6 separate regions of the Mus musculus genome follow, and regions 1, 2, 4, 5 and 6 are each linked to region 3. The links are chromatin contacts, called in public HiCAR-type, HiChIP or PLAC-seq and promoter capture Hi-C maps. All regions are on one chromosome and are shown on one strand. The core of a region is the stretch at or near the end of the contact, and the rest is flanking DNA. Distances in the headings are between cores, read along the strand shown. Region 1 holds the start of Gsdme (gasdermin E). Region 2 holds the start of Gimap9 (GTPase, IMAP family member 9). Region 3 holds the start of Ccdc126 (coiled-coil domain containing 126). Region 4 holds the start of Zfp775 (zinc finger protein 775). Region 5 overlaps Osbpl3 (oxysterol binding protein-like 3). Region 6 holds the start of Zfp467 (zinc finger protein 467).

The links. Promoter capture Hi-C pulls out the DNA fragments that hold promoters and counts their contacts. HiCAR-type assays count read pairs that join an accessible place to other places. HiChIP or PLAC-seq counts read pairs in DNA pulled down with a chosen protein or histone mark.
Region 1: a contact with region 3 is called in a HiCAR-type map of astrocytes, with 3 times the contacts expected there. The contact joins the promoter of Gsdme here to the promoter of Ccdc126 in region 3. A contact is called at or near these places in 1 of 39 promoter capture datasets (hippocampal neurons), 2 of 115 datasets of contacts at active chromatin or transcription factors (astrocytes and bone marrow-derived macrophages) and 1 of 9 other capture datasets (macrophages).
Region 2: a contact with region 3 is called in an H3K27ac HiChIP or PLAC-seq map of embryonic stem cells, with 2.2 times the contacts expected there. The contact joins the promoter of Gimap9 here to the promoter of Ccdc126 in region 3. A contact is called at or near these places in 2 of 115 datasets of contacts at active chromatin or transcription factors (embryonic stem cells and memory CD8 T cells).
Region 4: a promoter capture Hi-C map of pre-B cells shows a contact between it and region 3, with 6 times the contacts expected there. The contact joins the promoter of Zfp775 here to the promoter of Ccdc126 in region 3. A contact is called at or near these places in 3 of 39 promoter capture datasets (hippocampal neurons, liver and pre-B cells).
Region 5: a promoter capture Hi-C map of pre-B cells shows a contact between it and region 3, with 4 times the contacts expected there. The contact joins the enhancer-like site here to the promoter of Ccdc126 in region 3. A contact is called at or near these places in 5 of 39 promoter capture datasets (the 3T3-L1 cell line, the C10 cell line, hippocampal neurons and 1 more), 1 of 115 datasets of contacts at active chromatin or transcription factors (astrocytes) and 1 of 9 other capture datasets (liver).
Region 6: a contact with region 3 is called in a promoter capture Hi-C map of pre-B cells, with 2.4 times the contacts expected there. The contact joins the promoter of Zfp467 here to the promoter of Ccdc126 in region 3. A contact is called at or near these places in 2 of 39 promoter capture datasets (liver and pre-B cells).

Annotation. Positions count from the first base shown.
Region 1 is chr6:50,260,449-50,264,472 of GRCm38.p6, forward strand. Gsdme (gasdermin E) reads right to left here and starts at 1,321. Exons shown (of 10, transcript NM_018769.4): 1 at 1,286-1,321.
Region 2 is chr6:48,674,187-48,678,648 of GRCm38.p6, forward strand. It overlaps Gimap9 (GTPase, IMAP family member 9), which reads left to right and starts at 1,949. Exons shown (of 2, transcript NM_174960.2): 1 at 1,949-2,068; 2 at 3,256-4,462. The coding sequence starts at 3,295. The coding sequence ends at 4,170. It overlaps Gm46958 (a long non-coding RNA gene), which reads right to left and starts at 2,623. Exons shown (of 2, transcript XR_001785233.2): 1 at 2,349-2,623; 2 at 1,646-1,838.
Region 3 is chr6:49,317,650-49,321,689 of GRCm38.p6, forward strand. It overlaps Ccdc126 (coiled-coil domain containing 126), which reads left to right and starts at 1,625. Exons shown (of 3, transcript NM_175098.6): 1 at 1,625-1,831.
Region 4 is chr6:48,599,582-48,603,596 of GRCm38.p6, forward strand. It overlaps Zfp775 (zinc finger protein 775), which reads left to right and starts at 2,426. Exons shown (of 3, transcript NM_173429.3): 1 at 2,426-2,539.
Region 5 is chr6:50,303,760-50,307,947 of GRCm38.p6, forward strand. The region is part of intron 20 of Osbpl3 (oxysterol binding protein-like 3); the gene reads right to left. Among named protein-coding and RNA genes, the nearest start is that of Gsdme, 44 kb to the left of the region's middle. Within about 2 kb of position 1,337, at least 97 of the 459 cell types and tissues checked have an H3K27ac peak or open chromatin away from gene starts, as enhancers often do. A contact at or near this core is called in pre-B cells, where this site is marked.
Region 6 is chr6:48,444,201-48,448,446 of GRCm38.p6, forward strand. Zfp467 (zinc finger protein 467) reads right to left here and starts at 1,625. Exons shown (of 5, transcript NM_020589.2): 1 at 1,153-1,625. It overlaps Sspo (SCO-spondin), which reads left to right and starts at 3,974. Exons shown (of 103, transcript NM_173428.4): 1 at 3,974-4,078. The coding sequence starts at 4,029.

The DNA of each region.
Region 1 (4,024 bases), core at 71-2,570, 940 kb after region 3:
GGCTTTGAGGAGGAGCAGAGGAGAGTGGGACAGAGGTTACGATCAGAGGGAGACAGATATGGTGGCACAGCTTGTAATCTGGGTACTCAGGGCTAGAGAGGTTGAGGCAGGAGAATTACAAATCCAAGACCAGGCTGGCCCTCACAGACAGATAATATCTTTAAAAAAATGTTTTAATTAATTTTCAAAGGTAAACACAGTTATGGGGATTGGCAGAGCTTTCCTGTAATCCTACCACTTGGCCATGGGAGAAGCCCCAGGATCAGAGTGTTCAAGGGCAGACCAGGCTCCCAGGACTGGATCTCAAAAAGAAACGAGAAGATTCCTATGTATAAAGAGGAGACCTCTCCAAGGACTCCAGAGTTCAAAAAGAACAAGAACACCCTGTGGCCAATATACAGCTTCCTCAGGAGGCAGGCCATCCTGGAGTCCAGGGATGTGGGCAGGCAGTCTAGGTTGCTGCTCTCTCTGATCAGGGGTCCAGCCTTTCTTACAAGAAGCACTCCTAGGTGATGCATGTTGAAGAGAATTCATTGTTATTGCATATCTAGATTCTGTTCCTCCAACAGCTCAGATCTTTTCCTTCCACTCCCAACTCTGCCTACGGGTTGACTGTCACCTGGGCCCAGCTGTCCTGGAGCATCCTCCCTGACTCCTCTCTCCAAGTCCCATTCAGACTCCCAGTGAGTGGCTGGCTGTTTTGTTCAGGCTTCAGCAAAGCCTGGAAGCTGCCTGGTGTCTTTCCCTGAGGGGTGCAAGTGGGAAGAACCCCTCCCCAAACGGCCACTCCAGGCAAAAGGCCTCACAGTGAAGAGGTTCAGTCAGTTACCCCAGGTCAGGCAGGACCCATGCCAGCCTGTGATCTTCCTGCACATGCACTCATGCACACACTGGATCCTTCTGACACCGACACAGGAGAGAGATTAGAAGACAAAGGATGGATGCATGGGATATGGTGAAGGCATGGTGAGATGGGGTGCCAGAGAACACCAGCTGCACTTGCCACATCCCAGGACCACAGGAGTGGTGGTGATCATGGTGGAAGGGGCAAGGATGGAATGGAGACAGGGCGAGAATGAGACTATGGGTAAGAAGGAGCAGCTGCTCCTACTGGAAGGTGGGGAGAAAAAAGGAGATCACTACCCCAATCGCCCGCCTCTGGGAGATGTAAGGGGATCTTCCGGGGCAAAGGGGAGCCGACAATTTGCCCCAGGCCAGGACACAATGCGGGCGGAGGGAAGAGGAGCCCAAGCGGAACCCGCAGCTCGCGCCCGCCGCCACTTACCCGCGCGCCGCCTCTCCGTCCTGCACGCTCCGTTCTTTCACGCGCACGCGCGCGTTCCCGGACACCCACAGAGAAGAGGAGGGAGGGCCTGGACCTTTGCTCCGTCCTGCCCCTGGATGCCTCAGCCGGTCCACAAGCTAAGGGATGGCGCCGGGGGCGGGGCTGAACCCGGGAGCTGGGGGACCTGGCAGCAGAGTTAAAGGCGCTAGCTGGTCTAGGAGATCCAGGCAGCACCAGAGACTACTTCTAACCAGACACTGCCTGTCTTCCTTCCGGAACTGCCAACCGTCCGGGTCAGTCTCTGGCTCTCCATCTGCTCCACAGGAGGAAGATGGGGACGAGACTGTGGCCTACTGGCTACAGTTCCCTCATCCCACCCACCTCCCCTTCTCTATGCCCCTGGTTCTCCAGAGCCTGTCCAGGCACTAAGAGGGTGTGAGCTGTCAGCGTGGCTTTGCAGTGTCCAGGAAACTCCCACCTTGGCCTTGGCAACCCTTGCACTTGTTTGGGGCTTGGAGCTTGGTGTTGAGTAGCTTAATCAGAGAGGTAAGCTCTCTGAAGGCAGAATCAAGCCTACAGGCGCTTGGTAAACTGAGGGAGAGGATTGAAGCAGAACGTTGCACCCTCTGAGTCAATTTTTATAGGATGTTCTTTCCCGTGCAATAAATAGAAAAAGAGAATTCTCCTTCTGCACCCCCACCTCCAAGCCCCGGATTTACACACTCAGAGAGTAGCCGCACTTTGTGGCTGCCCCAGTGGGGAGGAGCCTGGGAGGCTGCTAAAAGGGTGGAGTCTCTTTTGGTCCCCTCACGTCAAACCTCTCCTAACTATCCACACTACTACCCTCTGTAGCTCCTTCCATACTCTATGATTCTCCTGTGCTCCAACAGCCACCACTCTACTATATGTAGAATACAAACGTCTTCCCTAAATCTTCATGTCTCAGAGGACAGTAACTTTTGTCTGCTTTATTGACAGTGTCCGGCTCCAAACTTGAAACTTACTGCATAGTAGATACTCAGTAAATTATGCTTGGATTAAATGAGATGGCCAGCATAGCATGCAAAGGTGCCTGGCGCCAAGTCTGACCATCTGATTGGGTCCCAGAGCCCACACAGTGGAAGAACTGATTCATACAGGGTACCCTTCAGTTATCCCCTGACACACACATGTATATAATAAAAAAAAAATCTTTTAGAGAAATGAACTGTCGCGTTTGTTCCTCAGACGGGGCAGATGGAGATTGTGGGGTGGACTTCATAAGTTATCCCGGTTCAAGCTTTCTTTTCTAGCAACTTAAGCCATGTAAGGGGATGAAGATTTTTGGTGTCCATCGCCTTTTGACCTGGCCGGTTAGCTTAAGGTCATCCTCAAAGCTGGTCCAGGCAATGCTTATACTGAAGGCCCCAGTTCTGTTCAGCTAGCTCCTCACTTGTAACTGATGTGCACAAGGAAGGCATAGGAGGTGGGTATTGGATGAGGGAGTAAATAGAAATTGCTAGAGCTGTTCGTCTGGTCCCCTGCTTTGCCCGTGTGAGTGAGTGAGGTCAAGATGCATCCAAATCTGTAGAATCTCATCCTGAGATCAGCAGGAGTTTCCTGTTTTCTCCTTGCCCAGGGCCTGTATGTTCCAGTGCTACACGTCGGGCTTACAACCCCCACCTCCACTACCCTTGAGGTAGCCTGGTGGTCAAATTACAGGTTTAACTTCCTCTCTCCCTATAAAGACATGACCAGCAAGCTCCTGGAATTCCTCTTCATGCAAATGAGGCATTCCTAGTACCTCAGTCCCAGCCAATGATATGCACCCATCTCGAAAGCCCCTACCCACTCCCCAACGTTCCTACAGCCCTTGTTACCCCCAATAAAGGAGCACTGTTCTGCTGAAAACCATCTCTGGATAAACCTACCCAACCAGCTGCCTGGATACCCCCAGGACCCAGGCCAGCAGAAAAGAAAAACCAGTGTTTTAGCCTGGTCAAGAGTTTTACGATCTATTTTGTCGGTTTCTTGGCTGATGCTATGGTTTGTTCCCCAGAGTCCAAGTCCATCACAGTGCTGAGAGGGGCACTGATAAGAGGGCTATTACACAAAGGCTCTGCCCTCTGAGACATTGTTGACAAGGAAGTGGGTTGGTCGTCGTAGAAACTGGTTCCGACCAAAGGAGCTTGGCAACCCTCCTTCCCAGCTGTTCCTTCCCTTCTCCCTTCAGTCTGGGGATGACTGAGCAAGAGGGTTATCTAACACACCTTGACCACGAACTCCTCAGCCTCCAAAGCTGAAAGAAATAAAATCTGTTCTTTATAACTTACCCAGACTCAGGAATTCTGTTCTAGCCTCCTAGTCAAGTAGGAAGTGTCAAGTTAACTGTTATCAGAGTTTATTGCCCTGGAACCTGAGGCATTAACCTTTTGAGCAGAGTCATCTTCATTGCAGATCATTCAAGCAGACCCCACCCAGAGGGCTCCAGTTGGCTAACTAGGTCATCACTGGAAACTGAGACTCCATGAGTTTCTGAAGCAAGGGCTCCTTCAGATCTTTTCACTCTTTCTACCCTGTGCAGTGGCTATTCACCAACTGCCAGAGGGAGACAGCAGCAGCTGATGTGTAGGTGACACTCTTCAGGTCCTGTCATCTCCTGATGTGCTTCTGAGTGTATTACATGAAAGATAAACCCATCTAACCCTCAGAGCCAATTTTGGGTCCAAGGGGTGTGAGACACAACCTGGGAAGTAATGG
Region 2 (4,462 bases), core at 699-3,198, 640 kb before region 3:
AATTGTTTTTATGTCAACTTGCCCCAAAATAGGGCTACCTGAGTAGGGAGCCTCACCTGGAGAGCTGTCCTGACTGCCTTGGTTTATTTCGGGGCCCACTAACTGGTAGCGGGCCCGAGGGAAAGGGTGTGGAGAAGGAGGCTCATTTCCTTCTTTGCTCCCTAGGTCTCCCTCCTGCAGACTTGTACTGTAGCTGGTGCTGATTCCTTTACTGATATCAGAATCAGCATTTTCAAGTTTTCACTGAGGGCTATAGGGCTCTTACGCACCAGCTGTAGTCTCAGGACTCGCACTATATTGGAGGATAGCTCATTTATTGACTTAACAGGGCTAGCTTATATAGCTCAGTGAGGGAGGGGAGGACAAAAGAACAAGGGAGGAGCCGGGCATGGTGGCGCACGCCTTTAATCAAAGCACTCGGGAGGCAGAGGCAGGCGGATTTCTGAGTTTGAGGCCAGCCTGGTCTACAAAGTGTTCCAGGACAGCCAGGGCTATACAGAGAAACCCTGTCTCAAAAAACCAAAAAAAAAAAAAAAAAAAAAAAAAAAAAGAACAAGGGAGGAAACACCTAATTTGCATATGCAGACTTGACTGAAGTCAGGCAAATGTTAAGCCAGTTCTCTGGCAGGGAATCAGAAGCTTAACTGATTCTTAACTTAAAAAGTTGAGTAGGCCCATGCCTGATTTGGGTAGGGAGCAGCCACCCTCCTGCCCAGCTCTCTGAGAGAAGTCCAGGGTATGGGCAATGCTCTACCTACCATCTCTTGTCTGCCTTGGGAACCAACAATCTTGAGACAACTCCAACTGTTGAGGTATCTAGCTTCAAGGACTGAGTAATTACCAGGTTCTCAGCTTTCAGTTCAAGGTCATCCTCCACACACTGTGAGTTCAACTGTAGGTTGGGCTACCTGAGACTGTAATTGTTAGCATTCTGTCTAAACTCCACCCCACAATTCCCTGACAACAGCCAGGTAGGCCTCACCCACTATAAAAGGGGCTGCTTGCCCCCTTCTCCCGCTCTTGCTCTTCTCTTCTTGCTATCTGCTCCCTTGTCCCTTCCCCATTCCATCCCCTCGCCCCTGCCCCGCTCTCTCCACATGCCCATGGCTGGCCTTTACTTCTGTACTCTCTAACCCCTCTGCGTTTCTCTGCTTCTTCTACCCTCTTGACTTCCCTCCCCATGCCCTGAATAAACTCTATTCTATATTATACCGTCGTGTGGCTGGTCCCTCAGGAACAAGTGATGCCTTGGAATGGGACTGCTGGGACAACTCCTCCCATACCTCACTACACCTTCCATAGAGCATATCCCTCCTTCTCTCGTTATCTTTTTATAAACACATCAGTAATCTAAAAAAAAAAAAAAAAAAAAAAAACCAAACAATAATAATAAAAAAATATTTAGAAACGTTTGGCATTATAATAGACATACAGAGAAAAGGCTTCAACTTGACAGAGCTGAAGCACCTATTAAATTACAAGAAAATATTTCTGTTTCTTTAAAAGCAAATGGTTTCTTCATTGGCTCCTGTTGTAAGCCGGCCCGCGGCCTACATGAACGGGGTGCACCTGGGAGGCAGGCTGGGGCTGAAAGAGACTTAGACTGTGAGAAAAGATAATGAAGCCAAGACAAAAATTTCTCTGATCAGGCCCGCGAGTTGAGTTTACTAAGAGAGTGTGCTTATAAGGGGGAAGGCCCATCCCCACTGCCAGTTCATTCTCCGTGCCTGGAGCCATTCTGTCAGCACGCGGTCGCCAGGAATGTCTCAGGAAGACAGGTTCAGCCTCTGAGCAGGTAGCAGAAGAGCAGGGCAGTTGTCTCTTCAAAAGGAGCCAGCCTAGTCAGAAAGTTGCACCGCAGGTGGCCCCACCTCCGAGGCAACAAGGTCTGTACCCGCCCGCTTCAGGCTGGGGGGGGGGGGGGGGGAAGCTACAATTGGCTCCACCCATAGAACTTCCTGTCAGGGAATGAGGGAAGTTTTACTTCATAGTTCAGTAGAAAACTTGAACCAGGTCAAATTGGTTCCTTGGAGAGATCCTGAACTCTCATTAACTGTTGCAGAAGAAGGTGAGTCTGGCTGGAAGAGACCTGGAGCGAGGGAGCTGTGAGAGGGAGGGCGAATGGAGCATCTATGGGGGTGGAAGTATTGTGTCTGCACAGGGAGGAAGCTGCTGGGGGGAGGGGTGGAGGCTAAGAGATATAAGGAGATGAACTGATGCGTTGCAGTGTGTCTGTGGGGAAGGTCACAGAGGGCCTGGTGCCCTTTATAGAAAGTTCTGTGTCCCCCAAGGCAGGTTCGTTAGAGTTGGGAGAGAACTCAGATCATGTTTAATTCATTTTTTCTTACCTCAATGTGCTGACTCCTCTTAATTGTACAACAGACAGATTTGCATGTGTGGCTGTGTGACCCTTGGCTTGACGGAGGGCTGCTGAAGCCACAGTGTAGTCTAGGGGCTCCGAGTCTTGTTTTGCATCTTGTCTGTTGCTTTCTCTTTATTATGTCTCTGTAGTACACTCTGAGGTGAAGTGGTGACACTTCTGCCAGTTCTTTTGTTATGCAGGATTGTTTTAACTGTCTTGGGGGTTTTGTTTCATGTTTATTAACATGATAAGTGAGCATATTTCTGGCTTCAGTGTGATATTTAACTGTAATAATTAACATATTAACTGTGTACCAGTCAAAGCAGGGGAGATGAACAATTCCTCTCTCTCCCTCTCTCTCTCTCTCCCTCCCTCCCTTCCTCCCCCCTCCCCCCTCCCCCTCCCCCTCTCTCTTTGGTCTGAGATAGGGGTTCTCTGTATAGCCTTGCCTGTCCTGAAACTCACTCTATAGACCAGGCTGGCCTTGAACTCACTGAGATCCTACCTGCCCCTGCCTTCCTTACACTTTCTTTATGTTTGAGTCCTTGAATGCCTCTCCTAGGTCGTCATAAAATATATAGTAAGCTGTTGACCTCTATAGTCATCCTGGGCTTTCAGGTATTTGGCACAGTAACGATTTGGGCGCACTCATTTCCCAGACCTGGCATTGGGCATGAGCCAGGAACATCTGTTCCAATATTGGCATGAAGGCGGTAGCAGGACTAGAGACAGCCTGTCCATGCCATCAGGAACAGCCTAAATGATATCCAGATCATCAGCCTTTTAAAACTATAGAACACTGCAAAATTTCAGGAGAAAAGGAAAAAAAGAAAGGATCGGGAGTGCTTTCCATTTGTCTAATAGGTAATTTTCCTCTCTTCTCCTTCCTTAAGATCTGTGCATTCAGATCTTTAGAGTCAGCTTGCCTTGACATGGCTGGCCAGGGAGACACTGAAGTGAGGATCATTCTGGTAGGGAAGACTGGAAATGGGAAGAGTGCTACAGCCAACACCATCCTCGGGAGACGTCAATTTGATTCTAAGATTTGTGCCAATGCTGTTACCAAGACCTGCCAGAGAGCATACAGGGAGTGGAAGGGGAAAAACCTTGTTGTAGTCGACACTCCTGGGCTCTTTGACACCAAGGAGACCATGAAAACCACATGTTTCGAGATCAGCCGCTGCGTTCTCTACTCCTGCCCTGGGCCTCACGCCATTATTCTGGTTTTGCGACTGGACCGTTACACTGAAGAAGAGCAGAAAACGGTCGCTCTGATCAAGGGTCTTTTTGGGGAGGCAGCCCTGAAGTACATGATCATCTTGTTTACTCACAAAGAAGACCTTGAGGATCAGAGCCTTGATAATTTTGTAAGTGATGCGGGTGAAAAGCTCAATAATATTATCTCCCAGTGTGGGAAGCGTTACTTGGCCTTTAATAACAAAGCAGCTCTGGATGAGCAAGAAAATCAAGTGCAGCAGCTGATAGAACTGACAGAGAAAATGGTGGCCCAAAATGGCGGATCCTACTTTTCTGACAAGATATATAAGGACATAGATAGCAGGCTGAACCATTGTCTAGAGGAACTGAAGGAGACTTATGCTCAGCAACTCACTAGTGAAATCGAAAGAATAGAAAAGGAATATGCTGCTAAATTAGAAAAAGGAAAGGCGGCACAAATTGTTTTTGCACAGAGAAATCATGATGAAAAATTAAGAAATTTGAAGGAAAAGGCTGAAGAGACTGTATTTATGTATATTTTCCAAAAGATAAAAGAAATTCTTTCAAAACTTTGGGACGAGTTGTGGTAAATTTTATTTATTTATTTTTATTAACGACATTTGTTTTTGACAATTTCATACAAGCACACATATAATGTGTTCTGAATATATTAATGACTTGCTTGGTGCTGGGAGCCATGGCCTCAGCCATTGCCTTGTGGACATTTTCTAGCTTACATAAACAATCCTGACAGAACATTCGTGGTCATAACAGGAAGAATGTGGGTAAAGAGGACACTGTGACCGTTGTTTCCAGAACCTCAAGATTGCCACCTGACCTTCAGAGCGATCCCAGACTCTTCCCCCATCCCCTGAAGCCTCC
Region 3 (4,040 bases), core at 375-2,874:
GTAGATCCTCGAGGGTCATATATGTCTAGCAGCATTAGAGAGCACAGAACATTTGTGTCCAGATTATCCCATTTTGTGCATTGGTTACATGGGTTTTTTTTCTCCTTAGTTAGGGCCCTGGTTGGATCCCCCTTTCCTTCTCCTCCCCTCCTTCTACTGTGACGTGGAGGATCAAACTATCCTCATACAAGGTATTAATAAACCCCTACATGTGCTGGTGTTCTACAGATGGAACACTTTGTTTTGCCCTTGATTCTTTTTCTTGTGATTAAAATTCTTTGTACATTCTGAGTACAAGGCCTTTCTTGATTTATATATTTCAAGGGTCTCATTCCACTCTTAAGGCTTGTCTTTTGTTTGTTGCTGTTAAAACTGTCTTTCCCAGGCTGCATTTGATTTCCAGGTCCTCCTGTTTTGTTTGGTGTGTGTGTGTGTGTGTGTGTGTGTGTGTGTGTGTGTGTATGTATGTGTGAAAGAGCGACAGAGAGAGAGAGAGAGAGAAACACACAGAGAAAGACACAGAGACACAGAGAGAGAGACACACAGAGACACACACAGAGACACAGAGAGAGAGATGCACACAGAGAGGCACACAGAGAGAGGCACACACAGAGACATATACACACACAGATAGAGAGAGACAGAGGGAGAGAGAATTTTATGAGTATTGGTATTTTGCTTGCATATACCTTAGTGTACCAACTGTATTCCTGGTGAGGCCAGAGGAAGACTGTCAGATATCCAGAAATGGGGTGACAGATGGTTGTGAGCCACCATGTGGATTCTGGAAACTAAACCCGAGTGCTCTCTAAGCACAAGGGCTCAGCCATCTTTCCAGCCCAATTTGACTTTTTAACGTGTAATTTTGTGTGTGCTGAGCATTTAATCAGGGCCATATTCATGCTAGCCAAGTGTTCTACCACTAAGCTGCATACCAAGTCCCGAAGTACTTGATTTTTTAAAAATGTATTAACTTTGTTAAACTCTTATTAATTGTAATAATTTGTCTACAAGTTGTTTTGTATTTGTCATGTGTATACATATTTATACCATCCGTGACAAGAATATCTTTAAAACACTTTATTTGTATTCATGTAATTGTGTGTGAGTGTGCTGAGGTCTGCAGAGGCCAGAAGCAGATGGGATCCCTTGGAGCTGGAGTTCCAAGAGATTATGAACCTCTTGATGTGGGAGCTGGTAATTGAACTCTGGTCTTCTGGTCCCTCAGCAAACTGTCTGAACTTTTGAGCTAGGTCTCCAGTCCTCAGAAAAGGATAGTTTGTTTCTATTAGTCTTTAGTCCTTTTAGTTATTTTTTTATCCTATTTCCCTGAGTGAGGACCTTCAGGAGCACCATGGGGACATTGGACTCTCCAACACTAGGATGCCCTCTAGTGTCAGACAACAGCATTAGGGGTTTCTTTTCTAGTGGAAGGTAGATAGTAGGATGCTTCACCACTAGTGGCGAATAGGGTGCTGAGTTTTCTCTAGTAGCAATGCAGCTGCTGCGCCTCTTAGTTGCTAAGCAACCGCGTCGCCCTGAGCCCCTGGGCCAACAGCACGTGCTGTCTCTCCGCAAGGCGGGACTACATTCCCCACAATGCCGCGCGCAGTAGGCCCTGGCCGGAGAATGGGGGAAGGGTGGCCGGGAGGCGGAGCGGAAACCGGGAGTAGCGTCCCCGGGTGCCGAGCGCTCTCGGTCCTACCTCCGTCCTGGCCCGCAGGCTGTTGCGGCGCCGCTAACGCCCTCCCGTGGCGGGCTGTGGCTGTACTTCCAGTTTGTGAGCCCCGCGGCGGCGGCCCGCGTGATTGAAAGGAAACCAGCAGGCCAGGTCAGACGGAGGAGATTGGGGAGGCGGGAGGCGGTGTCCCTGCGGCCCCGGCTTTGCTACTTTGACAGCCTCGACCGCCGGGCCGGGCTCCGCGGTGCTCTGCGGGGATGGGCAGTCTCTGCGGCCGCGCTCATTTGTGCTCCACTCTTGACAGCTCAATTCTCTCGTTAGGAGAAGGACGTGAAATGCCCATTAAACCTGCCAAACTCTTCTCCTGGGAGGCTGGGGAGGAACTTTATCTGCTGTAGGTACAGGCGGTGGCAATTGAATGGCCAGGCAGCCAGGATTCGAACCCCTGGCGTCCCTCTGCCTGCTGCTTCATTCAGGCTAAGCAATGGCTCCAAGCCGATGTGTTTCATCCAGCAGATGGAGATCTCATACAGTTTTAAGTTGTTAGATTTATGGATAATAAGCTATTACACCTTGAGTTTTTCATTTGATGAAAAGATGTTTTGAATGTGATTCGAAGTGTGTGGACTTTTGGTTAATCACTAGGTTGTGTGTTCAGTTTATATTTTTACTTCTTACATGCAGAGAATTCCTTAAGATATGCTGGCTTCTTAATTTCCGCCCCTTTAAGATGGCTGAGAATGTTCTAAGGAAATTGATGACTCTGCTTTCCTGGGGATCAGCTCTGTATATAACTGTACAAGGACTCACCTCCCCCACCTCCCTAGCCTGGTCCCATAGGAAACCCTTAAAAGGAGATTAAAGGCTTTGTCCGTCAGATCCTTTGCAGCTTTGCCCTATGTCAACTTTCTGTACTGTTTCTAATGGTTCAGTCGTTTCTCTCCTCCCCACTCCCCTTCTCTCATTTTCTAGACAGGATTTCTCTGTGTAGCCCTGGCTGTCCTGGAACTCACTCAGTAGACCAGAAAACTATAAATCCCCTTACGCATTTATTCGTGACCAGGCTGGCCTCAAACTCAAGAGATCCTCCTGCCTCCGCCTCCCTAGTGCTGGGATTAAAGGTGTGCGCCACCATCACCTGACACCCACTTAGGATTTCTGTTCCCAGGTTATAGTTTTTGTCTGGAGACACATTGAGTGAATGCAGTAAATCTGATCAGGAACGACTTCAACGTGTTCAGGTTCTGTCAGTTGTTTTTACCCTTGCTTTCTCAATGTTATTGACATTGGGTTTTCAAGGAAAGCTTTATAAAACTTTAACTGAATTTCATTTTTATTTAACGTGTATGCCCTGTATGTACTATTTTGAGTCGAGACATGATGATTTATGTGACTGTGTGATATCTTTAGGGAAAGGGGAGCCTTCTAATGATTGCTAGAACAGTAGCAGTTAATAATTGTGGAAGGGGGCATACGCATGCAAACATTTCTGATTAACCTTAAAACGTGCGGCAGAAACACTCATTTTGAAGAAAATGTCTCTCCTTGGTGTTATGAGTGCAGTAGAGGAGAAGGTGAGAACCGCAGCCTTGGTTCTTGTCCTGTTCTGCCACCATCCGCATGACCTTAGCTCTGCTTTCTCTGCAGTTCTCCTTTCCCCGTGTCTACAGTAATGAACAGATCGATTCGTCTATCTCAGACTTCCAATGCTAAGGATCTTGGAACATCCATTTTACTATAGCGGAAAACTATAAATCCCCTTACACATTTATTCGTGTCCTTGTTCCCTGCCCTTTACGTTTTACAGTTCTTTCCTTCCACCCTGATAAAAAGGGATTCTCGTGGAAGAGCTAGGAAGCTGCAGAAATCATGATCCCTACCAACCAGCATCGGCTCTGCGAGCTGCGGCTCCTTTTCCTTCCATCCTAGTGGTCCTGGGTACCTCTTGCCTGTGCACTCTTAGCTTCTGGTCTCACTTCTCTAACCCGTTTTCATTTTTCCTTTTCATAAATTCATCTGCTTCAGCCATTGTTTTCTCTCTGGTCTCTTTATGTAGAAGGCCCCTGGCAGGGGTGCCCTGTGCTAGCCCGTTCATCTGGAAAGAGGTGTAGGGCCATATGACACAAGCTATGATTGGCTAAGGCTCTGAGCAGCTCAGCCTGTGACCGAAATATCTGATGCTGCATAATGTGGTTTTAGATTAAACACTCTCTACAGCACAGTGATAAAGCACTCTTCTTTTGATATAGTGCTTCCTGTTTTCAATCCCAGCCTTACTTTACCCCCACCCCTATCTCACCATAGCTCTGGCTGGACTGGAACTCGCTGTGTAGACTGGTCTTCAACTCACTGAGCTCTA
Region 4 (4,015 bases), core at 1,176-3,675, 720 kb before region 3:
TGATTTTTGTCTGGCAGGGCCTCCCTGGTTGGTCTGCTGAGTCACAGATAGCTTCACACACAGCTGCCTGCTCTTCTTGTCAGGTACCAACAGGCCCTCTCGCCTGTCATTTCTGCACCAGTCCCCAAACAGAGGAGTGCAAAAGAACAACTGTTTGTTTTGTGAATGGACTTTGCTAAGTTCTATCTGATCCCACCTGATGGGCTGCTCCGGGCGCTCTTGCTCTCCCTTCAAATTCATGTAAACACCTGCAGCTCTTGCTCTCCCTTCAAATTCATGTAAACACCTGCACACGGTCCTGGAATACTAATTACTAGAAGCTGAGATTCGGGTCTGTTTCTGCCTCCTTTTGTCTTAAAGATGTGTGTGTATGTTGTATTTTCCTTCATGTATGTTTGTGTACATGTGTGTACCCGGAACCCATGGAGGCCAGACCAGGGAAGGGTATTAGACTCCCTGGAACTGGAGTTATAGATGGTTGTGAGTCACCATGTGAATTCTAGGAATCAAACCCAGGTCCTCTGCAAGAGCAGCATGTGCTCTTAACTGCTGAGCCATCTCCCCAGCTCACCCTTTCAGCCTTGACCACCACTGTATAAAAAAGAAATTAGTGTGCTGGTTTTGGTCACATAATACTGGGTTTGGGGAGATGGCTTGGCTTGTAGAACATATATGCCTTGCAAGCATGAAGACTGGAGTGTTGCTTCCCAGAGGCCATAACAAAAGCTGAGTATGGTGGGTCACAATCCCACAGATACTGAGATCCCAGTATCTTGCTGGCCACCTCAGTGAACCTAGCCTATTTGATGAAGTTCCAGCTAATTAGAGACCTTGTCTCAAACAAGATGGAAGGTGCCTGAAGATGCATAATGTGACCCCCTGGCCCCCACATGCACCAACCCCCCCTCACAGATTTTATAATATAGACTCTGTGTATGTGCATCAATACATAGTTTGCTTTTTTTCTTTCTTTTTAAACATTTTTAAAAATTATTTATTTATTTATTTATTTATTTTTTGAGACAGGATCTAATACAGTTCCAGGCTGGCCTTGAACGAACTATCTCAGTGTGTAAGATAGGCTAGCCTTCACTTACTGTGCTTCATTCTTCCACTTCTGGAACAGCCTTGGTCCTGAGTGTCAGTCTGGAGAGTCTGTCACTCTGGATAGGAAGTGTTGTTCCTGGGCCACACTAGCTGGTGGAGGATCTGAAACTAGAATGCTGCTCTGAGAGGTAGGAATGAAAATCCAGAAAGGCACATAAGCAGGTGGGAAAACTCACTCATCTATTTCACAGGCAAACACATCAAAGTCCAGAAACAGAAAACTCTCTCTTGTGATGACTGCACATGAATTTAGTGGAAAATGGCTAGAAACTTGGCCCCAGTTTCCACAATGCTTGACAGCTGAACAGCAGCTGGGGGCCTAGAGGCTTGAACAGTTACAGATTGGTGCCATGGTAGGGGTTACAGGACATCCATCCTGGTCCCAAATGCACCTCCAAAGTAGCTCTGGAGAGAAAATGCAGTATCTTTCCAGTTGACCCCACTGTGATTACCCAGCTGCGACCAAACTCAAGGCAGAGGTGGGAGGAATTCTATCAGATGTATAGGAAAGGGTGGGAATGAAAACACTTTCCTGGAGGTGTTTGGGAACCAATCACCCTTCTTGGCAGTCTGGACCTGGTTAGCAGCTAGAAGATATTTCACTCAACAGAACCTTAGTGCATAGTGAAATTAGATGCGGTTAGGTAACCTCTTCAGACCTGTTTTCTCAGCTAGAAAAAGCTCCCCGAATGCAATGATTTCCAAAGCCACTTGCAAACAGCTCCAAACATAATTTATCATGACTCAGTGTGGTCTGATGATATGCTGGCTGATGATGGCTCACTGTACCCTCACGAGGCAAAAGAGCCCTGCAATGTGCAATAGGCAAGTGTGAGCAATGCCGCCTAAACATAGCTTTCAGGGAGTAAAGAAAAAGAGCCACAATAAAGTAGATATACTCTCCAGAGGGGTCCTAAAAGTGCTGTGTTCTATTTGGCCCGCGATGGCTTCCAAGCAAGGAAACCTAATGGCACCTCACTACCGTGGTACCCCGCACCTACGCCGCGAGTTCAGATATCAATACGCGCTTGTGCGGGAGGCAGAGCGCTCAAAGGTGGGCAGATCCGAGGCACCTGGTGGACGGGCACAGCAACTATGCTCCGCGGGGCACAGAGCATTAGGGGGCCACCTCTTCCACCCCAGCAGTGTTCAGCTCACTGATTTTTTGCTTAGGGCCGCGCGGCCGCAGGCGAGGTCAGACCCTGGCTATTGGCTCCGGAGAACAAAGGGGCCGCCCCGCGGGCTGCACCAATAGGGCCGGGAGTGTCATCTGAGCCGTTCAGCCAATCCGCAGCGGGGCGGTGCAGGGCGACCAGCCAATCACACGCGTCCGCCTGCCCCGCCTGCCCCGGGACTGGCCATGGCCCGGAGCCCGGTACCCAAGTCGCCCCTTGGGTAGCCGTTCCCGTTAACCTTAGCCACAAAGTCAAAGGTATTTATTTCTCAGGCCCCCTCCCTCCGAGTCCTGTGCAATTCTGGCGGGGAGGGGCGGTGCAGGGACGGACCAGCGCCGGGTCGCTGTTCCCGTGCTGCTCCGGTGTACCGGGCTGTAGAGGAAGGATGGGTCCCGGGCCTTGAGGCGCCCTGAGTCCCGCGTGCACCTCAGCTCTGGGTCCCAATTTTCTGTACCACCAGCACCCTTCCTAGCTCAGTTGGGAGGGACCTGAGGTTGGCTGGGAGGTCAACAGGCCAGGGCAGTAAGGTCAGGAGGGTAGGACTGTTGAAGAGCCAAGAGGACCTACTGAGCCATCTGGTTGTTCTGAGCTCCCTGTCTGTGTCTGCTTCCGTGTAGAAGAGCTTCTGGGGGCAGCAATCCCAGTGTTGGCTACAAGCGATTCTGCGAGGCGGGATGAGGGTGGAGACGGAGAACAAGCAAAAGGAAAGCACGCAGAAGTTACAACTGTGTGCGCGTCTTCGGGGGTGGTTACTGAGACTTCTTTCAAGTAAAATGACCGCAGCAGTCTCAGTGGGTGTGGTGTCTGGCGACACAGAGTCCGAATGGTCTCTAGCAGCAGTGGCAAGTTGGGTGTGGTCACCTGAGGTTGGAGACAAGTGACAGGCTCTGCATTTTTATTTGTTTGTTTTTGGTTTTTAGTTGTGTTAATAACATGAAAACATCCCATAGCATTTGTGTCCTGTCAGTTCCGAAGCTCCATGATTCTGTGCTTCTACCACTCAGTTGTGGCTGACGTTTATGTAAATGAGCCCTCATAACCGTGTTTTGTAATGGTTTACAAGGCTGGGGTCTGGACTGTGTGCTAGGGATAGAGGCATCCTGTATTAGGATGCGTTTGGTCTTCTGGTGGTAACAGAAAGCATGGATGATGACAGTTACCCCACAGGTACTTGTTTGGATGACACATAGCTAAACAGTAGTTTTGAGTTTCCCAAAGATGTCTGTCTCTGGCAAAGTGACCCCTGATTTGGACCAGGGAGGGGGTGTATGGGCAAGGTCACTGCAAGACAGACAAGTTATAGGTATGCAGGTGTGTGAGGACATAACAAATCTAGATATTGGGGACAATGGGGAAAGCTAACCAAAGACTATGTTTTGAATGGCCTTGCCAAGACATTTTTGTCTAAATTTCCAAGTGTTGGAGAGCTCTTGAAGTATGTCAAGGGGGTAAAATGTCAAAATTTCAGTTTTAGAAAAATCAGTTTGGATCTGGGTGGTGGTGGCCCACACCCTTAATCCCAGTACTCAGGAGGCAGAGGCAGGCAGATCTTTGAATTCGAGGCCAGCCTGGTCTACTGAGTGAGTTCAGGAGTCAGGGCTACAGAGAAACCCTGTCTTAGGGAGAAAGGGCAAGAGAGAAAGAAAGAGAGAGAGAGAGAGAGAGAGAGAGAGAGAGATCAGTTTGGGTTCTGGTGGCAGATGGATTTGGAGGGACCAAGAAATCAGTAAAAT
Region 5 (4,188 bases), core at 87-2,586, 990 kb after region 3:
GCTTATTTCACTTTGCACAGTATCTACATTCCTTTATGTATATATTGCAAATGACAGGACTTCATTGTTTTTACGTCTGAGCCGTATTCCATTCTGCCTCGATGCCGTATCTAAGTGTTGATGGCCCCGAGGCTGATCCCTTTGCTCCGGTGAACAGCGGTTCCATGAACTCAGGAGTGCAGATGGCTCTTTGGGTCTTCATGTCCTTTGGCTGTCTACTCAGAGAAGCTTAGTGTTTTGAGGACCTCCATCCTCCCTGAAGGCCATGTTAACGCCCATCCCGTGGCAGTGTGCAGGGGCTCCCATCTCTTCAGTTCCTCTCAGCATTTTGGTGCCAGCTGTTCTAAGCAATGGTTTTACTTGGTATTTCCTGAATGACATGACGAGTGATACTGAACGTCCACTCAGCTGTTGGCTGTTCGCTTTTAGGGATGATTTTAAAGGTACTTTTGTTCCCCCTTTTCTGGGAGGCAGGCTCACTGCCACCTAGCTGTGCTTCTAGCTCTATTTGCCTTTGTTGAAAACAGTGGTGTGTGTGTGTGTGTGTCTGTGTGTGTGTGTGTGTGTGTGTGTGTGTGTGTGACAGCACACACATGGAGGTCAGAAGGTAACTTTCAGGGGTCACTTCTCTCCTACCACGTGGGTTCTGGATGCCAAGTTCAGATCCTGAAGGCCTGCAACCAAAGCTTCTAACCTCAAGCCCGGCTTGCTGCACTTTCCGTAGCATCTTCTCTGAGATGGGATCTTGCCATACAGCACTTACAATGTCCTCCTGCCTTACTCTCCTGAGTCCCCAGGGTTGGTGTGACTGGGGTGCACGTCCATACACTCCATTCACCCACTGTTTCCTTGCAACTGAGTTCCATTTTATGCTTTGTTCTTATCAGATTACAAATATTTCCTTTTTTGCATGTGGAAATCCAGTTGTCCCAACAGAATTCTTGAAGAAACTGCCCTTTCTCACCATGCGTTACTCGGATTCTTTTTGAAATCAATTAAATATAAACATGTGGCTTTATTTCTCCGCTTTCTAGCTTCCTCCCACAGCCTAGCTAGGCTCTGGATTTAAACAAAACCAAACCAACCAGCCAAACCAAACCAGAACAAAACTTCTGCTACCCAATGTAAACTGCAGTTAACTTCCTATTTGCAGCTTGTAACCCAGTAACGCACATTTGCAGAGGTGATGGACTTTTTCTACTTTTGTTTCACGTGACACAGGAACACAAAACTCAGTTCTTAGATTCTGCCAAGTATCGAGTACATTGCAAGTGCTATCTGGCCAGTGCATTAGGTGCTGCTCCACCATGTCACTGTGACTAATGCCTGGGAGCTTTCACTTCTGCAATTTAAAATTAACTCATAATTCTTTTTACTTGAAGAAAACAGTCATTTGCAGACCAGTTAAAGAGGTTGCATAAAATCGCAGTTTGTACTACTTCCTCCATTCTAGGCCCAGTCCAGCAGCAGGGCCCTTGTACAAGCTACTTCCTCAGTATCTATCAATGGTGGTCTGTGAGGCAGCCTGGCTTGTGGCTTATTTTGCCTCAGTCCTGGCTCATCCCATCTCCCAGGCCCATAGCTCAGTTCAGCCTTGTTTATGCAGTACCACTCGGCAGCCAGCAGAGGGAGCACTAACTCCCTAAAGGTGATGCTTCAGAAATCTCCAACTGCCTGGCCACCCTTAAAATTCCTCATGGACAGAAGGCATTCATTCCTCCATAAATCAAAAGCCCCAGCACTATTCCCAGTGGAAACAACAGCCATATTTGGAAAGCGGGAAATCTGAGTAACATTTCCAGGTCGTTTTCTGCCAGTTCCAGGCTTTGGTAAAATGCAAAGAGAGGTGGGACACATCAGCCTGGAGATGTGAACGGGGAAATTACAAAGTGAGTGCTGCAGCCATGTAAAAGTGACAGGGAAGAAAGGAGCCAGACCTTTATTGGGAAGTAGGGCTCAGATTTTTCCATTTACGATATTTATCAACAAATCAAATGTTGACGGCTAGATGGGAAGTCACAGAGGAGACAGCCATGTCCCCAAACGTGTCTGGCATCTGTGGCTGAATTATTTCAATGTCTGATGCTCATCTCCAAAACCAAACCTCTTTCCTGTAGAATGGGGCATGATGGTGCACACTAGTACTCTCAGTATCTGAGGATGGATGCAGGAGGACTGCTCTGGGTTGGAGGCAAACCTGGACTCAAACACATTAACGCATTCTTTCTCTGGTCCCGGAGTAGACGGTAGCTAAGGAAGTGAGCACACTCCCTTGAGCCGATGTGGACAGCTATTCTTCCTGGACTAGAGGGACACATTCATGCCCCAGGTTGCCTTTGGCTTCTTTCTGAAAAACACGTAGGCAAAGTTTTCCAAGTATTTTTGTACTTTGAAATTTTCTACGAAGTACTGTCATTGCTGGTTTTATGCCTGTCTGCAACCTCATTTGACTTATAAATTATCATAAAAAACCCAGCCAACCTCACAAATGCACCCTGTGGGTTACAGGTGGTGCAGAGGATCCGGTGAAGTCAGACTCAGGATTTTGATCGCAGTCAGGTACAAGCATCTTTGACAAGGGTTTTTGCTCTCAAGCAACTTCATATACAAGAAAGCTTTAAAAGAAAGAAGACTCTAGGAGAGAAAGGGGTGGGGCGAAAATCCAAGAGGTTGGAGAGAGACCCTACGTATGTTCTTGCATCTGTGGCCTTTCCATTTATCTGTAAGGTTCCGAGCCTCTGTGCTTTGAATCAAGTGGCAGTCAGGGCTGGAGGATGAACAGGAACAAGCAGACTTTCACTGTTGTGAAACTACGGGTGTGGAGCAGAGAGACAGAGAGACAGACAGACAGACAGACAGACAGGGACAGAGACAGACAGGTAAAGAAATAACGAGTAAGCTAACTAACTCCAGTGCTAACAAATATCTTGAAGAAAATTTGATCATGAGAGTTGAAGACAGAGTGAGGTGGTGACATCAGAAGAGGAGGCTGGGGAGGGGGAAGTGAGGCAAGAGGGGCCAATGTGGTTGGTGGCTGAGGAGGCAGACAGTGGTGAGAGGGCAGCAGGAGCTGGGAAGGAATGAGGGTGTGTGTGCACGTGCCTCATGCATGTGCCTCACGCATGTGAAGGCCCTGGTATGTGCGTGCATTACAGGGTTGAAAGTGGGCAGTGCTGATGGTGCAGAGCCTTGCAGGCTACTGAAAAGATGCAGACTTCTACTTAAAAAGAGAGAAGGGATGTTGGGGATTGGTTTGAATGTTTTGAATTAATCAGGGAATCTGCCTGTCCAAATGCTAAAGGTCTTTGTCCCCAATTGCTTTCTGATTGATCAATAAAAAGCCAACGGCCAATGGCTGGGTGGAGAGAGAGGGGCAGAACTTTTAGATTGCACAGGCTAGGAACTGGAAGAGAGGAGAGGAGAAGCGCCAGGTTTTGGAGGGAGACAGATCCGATTTAGAGCTGCAGAAGGAAAATCATCCGAAATGTAGGTAAGAAGGAATGTGCACCCCCCCCCCAGAAGGGCTGCCCAGAAGTGTCTTGGGCAGAAAAGACCAGGGGGCCACCCAGAAGGAACAGGGCAGCAAAGATAGATCACAGATTTAGAGGGCGTTGAGTCAGAAGTATTGGAGGTAAATCTATGATAGCTGGGCAGAGGATTAGAACTGTCCAGCCTTTGAGTTAGCCAAGGCATTTAAAAATTAAGCTAATGTGTGTGTGTGTGTGTGTGTGTGTGTGTGTGTGTGTGCGTGCGTGCGTGCGTGCGTGCGTGTGTGTGTGTGTGTGTGTGTGTGTGTGTGTGTCTTTTATTCTAGGATCCAAAGAGCTCCTGGGCAGGTGGCTGGAAGTGCGCGACCCCCCTGGAGCACAGAGCGGTCTATCCCATTTTACCGCTACAGAGGGAAAAGCTCTGTTATGGGACAGCTGGTCATGTCTTTTCCTGTGGTAAAGCTTACAAGCACAACTGTCCCCTCACCTAATTCTTTCTTCCATGACAGAGTCTCATGATATAGCCCGGACTGTTCTCTGACTCCCAATTCTCCAGCCTCAACCTCTTAAATGCTGGAGTTGCGGGTACACGCCACCAAGCCTGGCTTCATTTTAACTGTTCTTAAAAACACAGCTCAACAATATGAAGTGCATCTACAATGTTCTACAACTGTCACTACTATCTGTTTCTAGAACTCTT
Region 6 (4,246 bases), core at 375-2,874, 870 kb before region 3:
CTCCCTTGCGCGCACCCGTCGGGTCAACCCCCAGGGGCCCCCTTCGAGTCGGCCCTCAGCAGCTACGGCCTCTCCCGACCCTCCTCTACCAGCAGTCTTGGGCAGCGCTCCCCTCCCCCTTCCTCCTGTGCCCGCCCGCCTAGTTCTCCGCACGCCACCCCCTCCCCAGGCTGCACACTCCCTCCCTTCCTTCCCCCTCCTCTTTTCCTTCCTCCCCCCCCCCACTCCCGCCCTCCCCTTCTCAGCTGCTCTCCCCCATCCGCTTGCCCCTCCCCTCTCCTCCCCCACTCGGGTTTCTTTTCCTTCTTTCCTCTCCTCAGTTCCCTCCCCCTCCCCCACACCAGCCTCCCCTCTGCTTCCCTCCCTCCCGCTGCTCTCCTTCCCCCCTCAGCGGCCCCCGCCTCCCTTCCCCCTCTGCCTACCCTGCAAGCTCCGGCTCCGCTTCTCTCCCCTCCCGGTCCCCAGCCTTGTTCTTCCCCTCCCCCTCCTAGTCCGCTCCCTAGCTTCCAGGTCTCACGCCCCCCATCTTGGGGGGGGGAATCCAAGCTAACCCCACATTCTCTGGACCTACTCCCTCGTTCTGCCCCTCCCCATACCCCTTTCTTCCCAACACACCTCCCTCTCAGCAGCCCCCTTGCCCATTTCTGCTCCCCACTGACTTCACGCCCTCTCCGGAGTTTTCCTTCTGACTAGACTCCCCCCAATCCCCGCCCCTGTTAGAGCTCCGGAGTCACTCCGGGTCCCGGCCCCCTGCCCTGCTCTAGGCTCACCTGTCAGCGTCCTTCGCTCCCGACCAGCCCCATCCCTGAGCCCGTTTCCTGCCCTTTCGCACTGGACCCTTCCTCTATCCCGAGGAACCCTACTCCCGCTCCTGGGGATCCTCCCCGCAGGCCCCTCCCGCCCTCTTCCCACCTGCTCCCACCGGGCCTCCCCGAGTCCTTGCCCTCCCCTCCAGTTTCCTAGTCTCCCCATCTGCGCCAGGACCCTCCCTCCTGACTCCCTTCCCTCCTGGTCTGACCCCCCCCCTCCCCCACACTCGCGTCTGCGCGCCCCTTCCCTCGGGGTTGTCACCTGCCGTGGGTCGGCAGGGCTTGTAAAGCTCCGTTTGGGTGGCGGGGGAGACGCCTGCCCGGGAGTCTCGGGTGTCCTTACCTGGCGGGCTCCTGCGGCTACGTGCCGCGGCCCGCTTCGGGGACCCAGGCGCTCGGGCCTCCGGTCCCGGGCGGCCGTTTGCACAATGGCGCCGGCTGCCTGCAGCTTGGGTGCGGGCTGCCCGAAAGACTCCGGGACTGACAGCCCTGAAACTTCGCGGGGAGGGGAAGGAAAGACGCGGAGGGAGAGGGTGTGGGGCAGCGTTGCGGGTGATCGGGGGGAGGAACCCGGGAAGCGGGAACACTGCTCCGGGGCACAGGCTAAAGCGGAGGGTCTTCGAGAGACCTGCCGCGGGAGGGTGCACTAATGGGCTTGGGTGCAGGTGACGGTCTGAGGGCAAGATGCCCGGAGTGTGGAGATGGAAAGTGGGAGCTTAGGACCGAGGAAGGGCAGAGGGGAGAGGAAGGAGAAGAAGAGGCTAGAAGGAAGGGCACTCGGGCTAGAAGGGAGGGTGCTCACAGCCTAGGAGGGAGGAGCTGGAGAAAGGTGGAGCGCGGAACGGGGTGGTGGTGGTAGTAGTGAAGAGTTGGGGGGAGTAGGGAGAGGAGGGGGCGTGTTTGGGGAGGAGAGCAATGTGTGTATGGCTGTCTTTAAAATCGCCAGTGGCAGCCGAGTAAGTGGTAGCGCCGCGGTCCCGCGGGAGACTGTCTGGCCAGCAGAGATTGGGAGAATCGGTCAAAAAACTCTCCACCAGGATCCACCCAGACCGGAGGACGCGATCCAAGTCTCACCGCGGAGACTGAGGATTAAGAACCAATCTAAGAGGGCAGAGAGAGGGCTCTCAAAGTAGAAAATGGGGAAAAAGGAACCAAGTCCCCGACTGAGACCGCTGGACAGGCATGGAAACTGCAGGGGGTGAGGTGGGGCGGGGCTGGGCGGGGGCGGGGGAGTGTTGTCCGTGGGTAAGAAAACCTCCTGGCGTTAGGTGTGGATCTCTCCCCAGACTTCCACCATTTCTGCTCATGGGTGCAGGTACTCCTAAGCCATCCCCCTCTGCTCTTCAGACACCCTCACCCAGCCCTGGAATTAAAATCTAGGCTGGATATTCCATGCCCTGTGATTTTTCTTCAAACTCCCATGGGCTCCCATTTCCGCCTGCCTGCCCCTGTAGGGAAAAGGGCAGATCCAAGTTACATTTCTCCCCAGTCCAAGCTTCCCTTGTCAGCCAAGTTGCAGAACAGAGCTGCTGGGAGAGAGTCTGGGAAGAGGAGGCCATTAAATGGCCCTCTTGGATAGGACACGGTCCCTGACAATGGCACCCTGACACAAGGATAGTGACACCTGTGGAATCAGGGCAGTGACCCAAGGCTAGCCTTATAAGATGGAGCAGGGATGTCCTCAACATTTACAGATAGTTAGAGTGAAATCTGGAGCAATGGAGACCGACCTGAAGGATCAGGAGGTCCTGTGACTCAAGATGCAAAAGGCTCTTTTAATAACTGGCTGCTTCACTGAGTAAAGATGGCTAGGAGCAGAGTTTGTGTCCCTCTCTGTGTGCAAGAATGGGCTTTGAGAACTGCAGTCCACGTATGTAGGATATGCAGGAACAGTGGCCAGGTGAGAATGTTAGAGAAGTTAGAAGGACACTGTGCCCAGAATAGATGCTGACCCTTCCCCAGGACTGCTCAACTCCCAGGCACCAACCCTAGATATCTGGAAGCAACTGGGGAAACTCATACTGGCCCTATTTTGGTCCCAGGCCCAATAGTAGGCCCAGAGGAAGGAACCCCCAGGCCAGGTGGGGTGCACCAGGTGGGGTGACCATGCAGGATGCCCAGTGGGACCTCATTTCATTATGAAATAGAAGGATTCAGAGTTTCCGGTCCAGCCGCATTCCAGCCCAGTGGCCTTGGAGGCCTACTGGTGACCAGGATGTAACCAGGATTTGCCTGTGGAGCCTGCAGCTGCCTCCTCTAAACCAGACGGATGCTGGGATTATTCTATCCGGCTTAACACTGCTCCATCCAGGGGCAGGGGGAACAAGCTCCCCCCGCCCCCGCTCTTATTCCACCCTTCTCTCCTTCCCATCTTCCTGGATCCTTTCAGTGTTTGAATGCTTTGGGGCCCTCAGAAAAACCACAGGTGACCAAATGGCCCCAACCACCTCATACAGATACCCTCAAAAGACTGACTTCACTGAGCGAAGGGTTTACGGTTCCATATTGTCTCCACATAACTTGGGTGTTTTCTCTTCCTGTGCACCTGAGCTGAGGGGACAGGGAGAGGAAAGAGCATAGAGAGAACACCATAATAAAGGCAATGGCTTATTTCATGTGTTTTGCCTATATATATGGGTGGTTATGAGCTAAAAGTTTGGTTGCTGAGAACCAAATCTGGGAGTATCAAGTGTTCTAAAACACTGAGCCACCTTCTCTCTAGCCCTGCAGTTTTTGGAGGGTGGAGAGACCCTCCCACACCTGAAGTTTCAAAAAGCTTATTGAGGCCCATCTGTGCAGCCTTGGAAAGTCCCTGAAGTTTTTACTGGTAAGGAAACAAACGCCCAGAAAGGGAAGGTGTCTTGACCACACTCATATATTAGTTTGTGGTAGTGCTTGACAGTGTAGAAAAGCCAGGGGCTCAAAGTGTCCAGCTGTGGTCCCCTCACACACCCACACTCCTGGATGGGTGGGATGGGGCCTGTTTCCAGGGAGAATTGGCCTGTGAAGGGATGCTGGAGGTAGGTCCAATCTGGTTTTGAACAGCTGGTACCCAGGGGCTGGGATAAAATCTACCCTTATGAAGAGCCTTGGACAGACTGACCTCCAGGTTAATTCAGACCTCATTGTGGGACAGTGCTATCCTCTCTGGTCTCCTCCAGCAGCATTGCCCAAGTCCAAGCATCAGGTCCTCCCAAAGGCGACCTGTGGTGGAGCACTATGCTGCCTCTTGCCCTTCTCTTTGGGATGCTATGGACTCAGGCTAATGGGTAAGCAGCTCCCAGGGATAAGATCCTCCTGCCTGTCTATACCCAGGCTCCCTCTGGGATGCCAGGATTTTCTTTTAGCCCTTTTCTATCAACCCTTAATCTTTCCCTTCTTTCAAGTACTTCTCCCAGCAGCCCTTGGGGCCTCGGATTCATAGTACAAAACTTCTC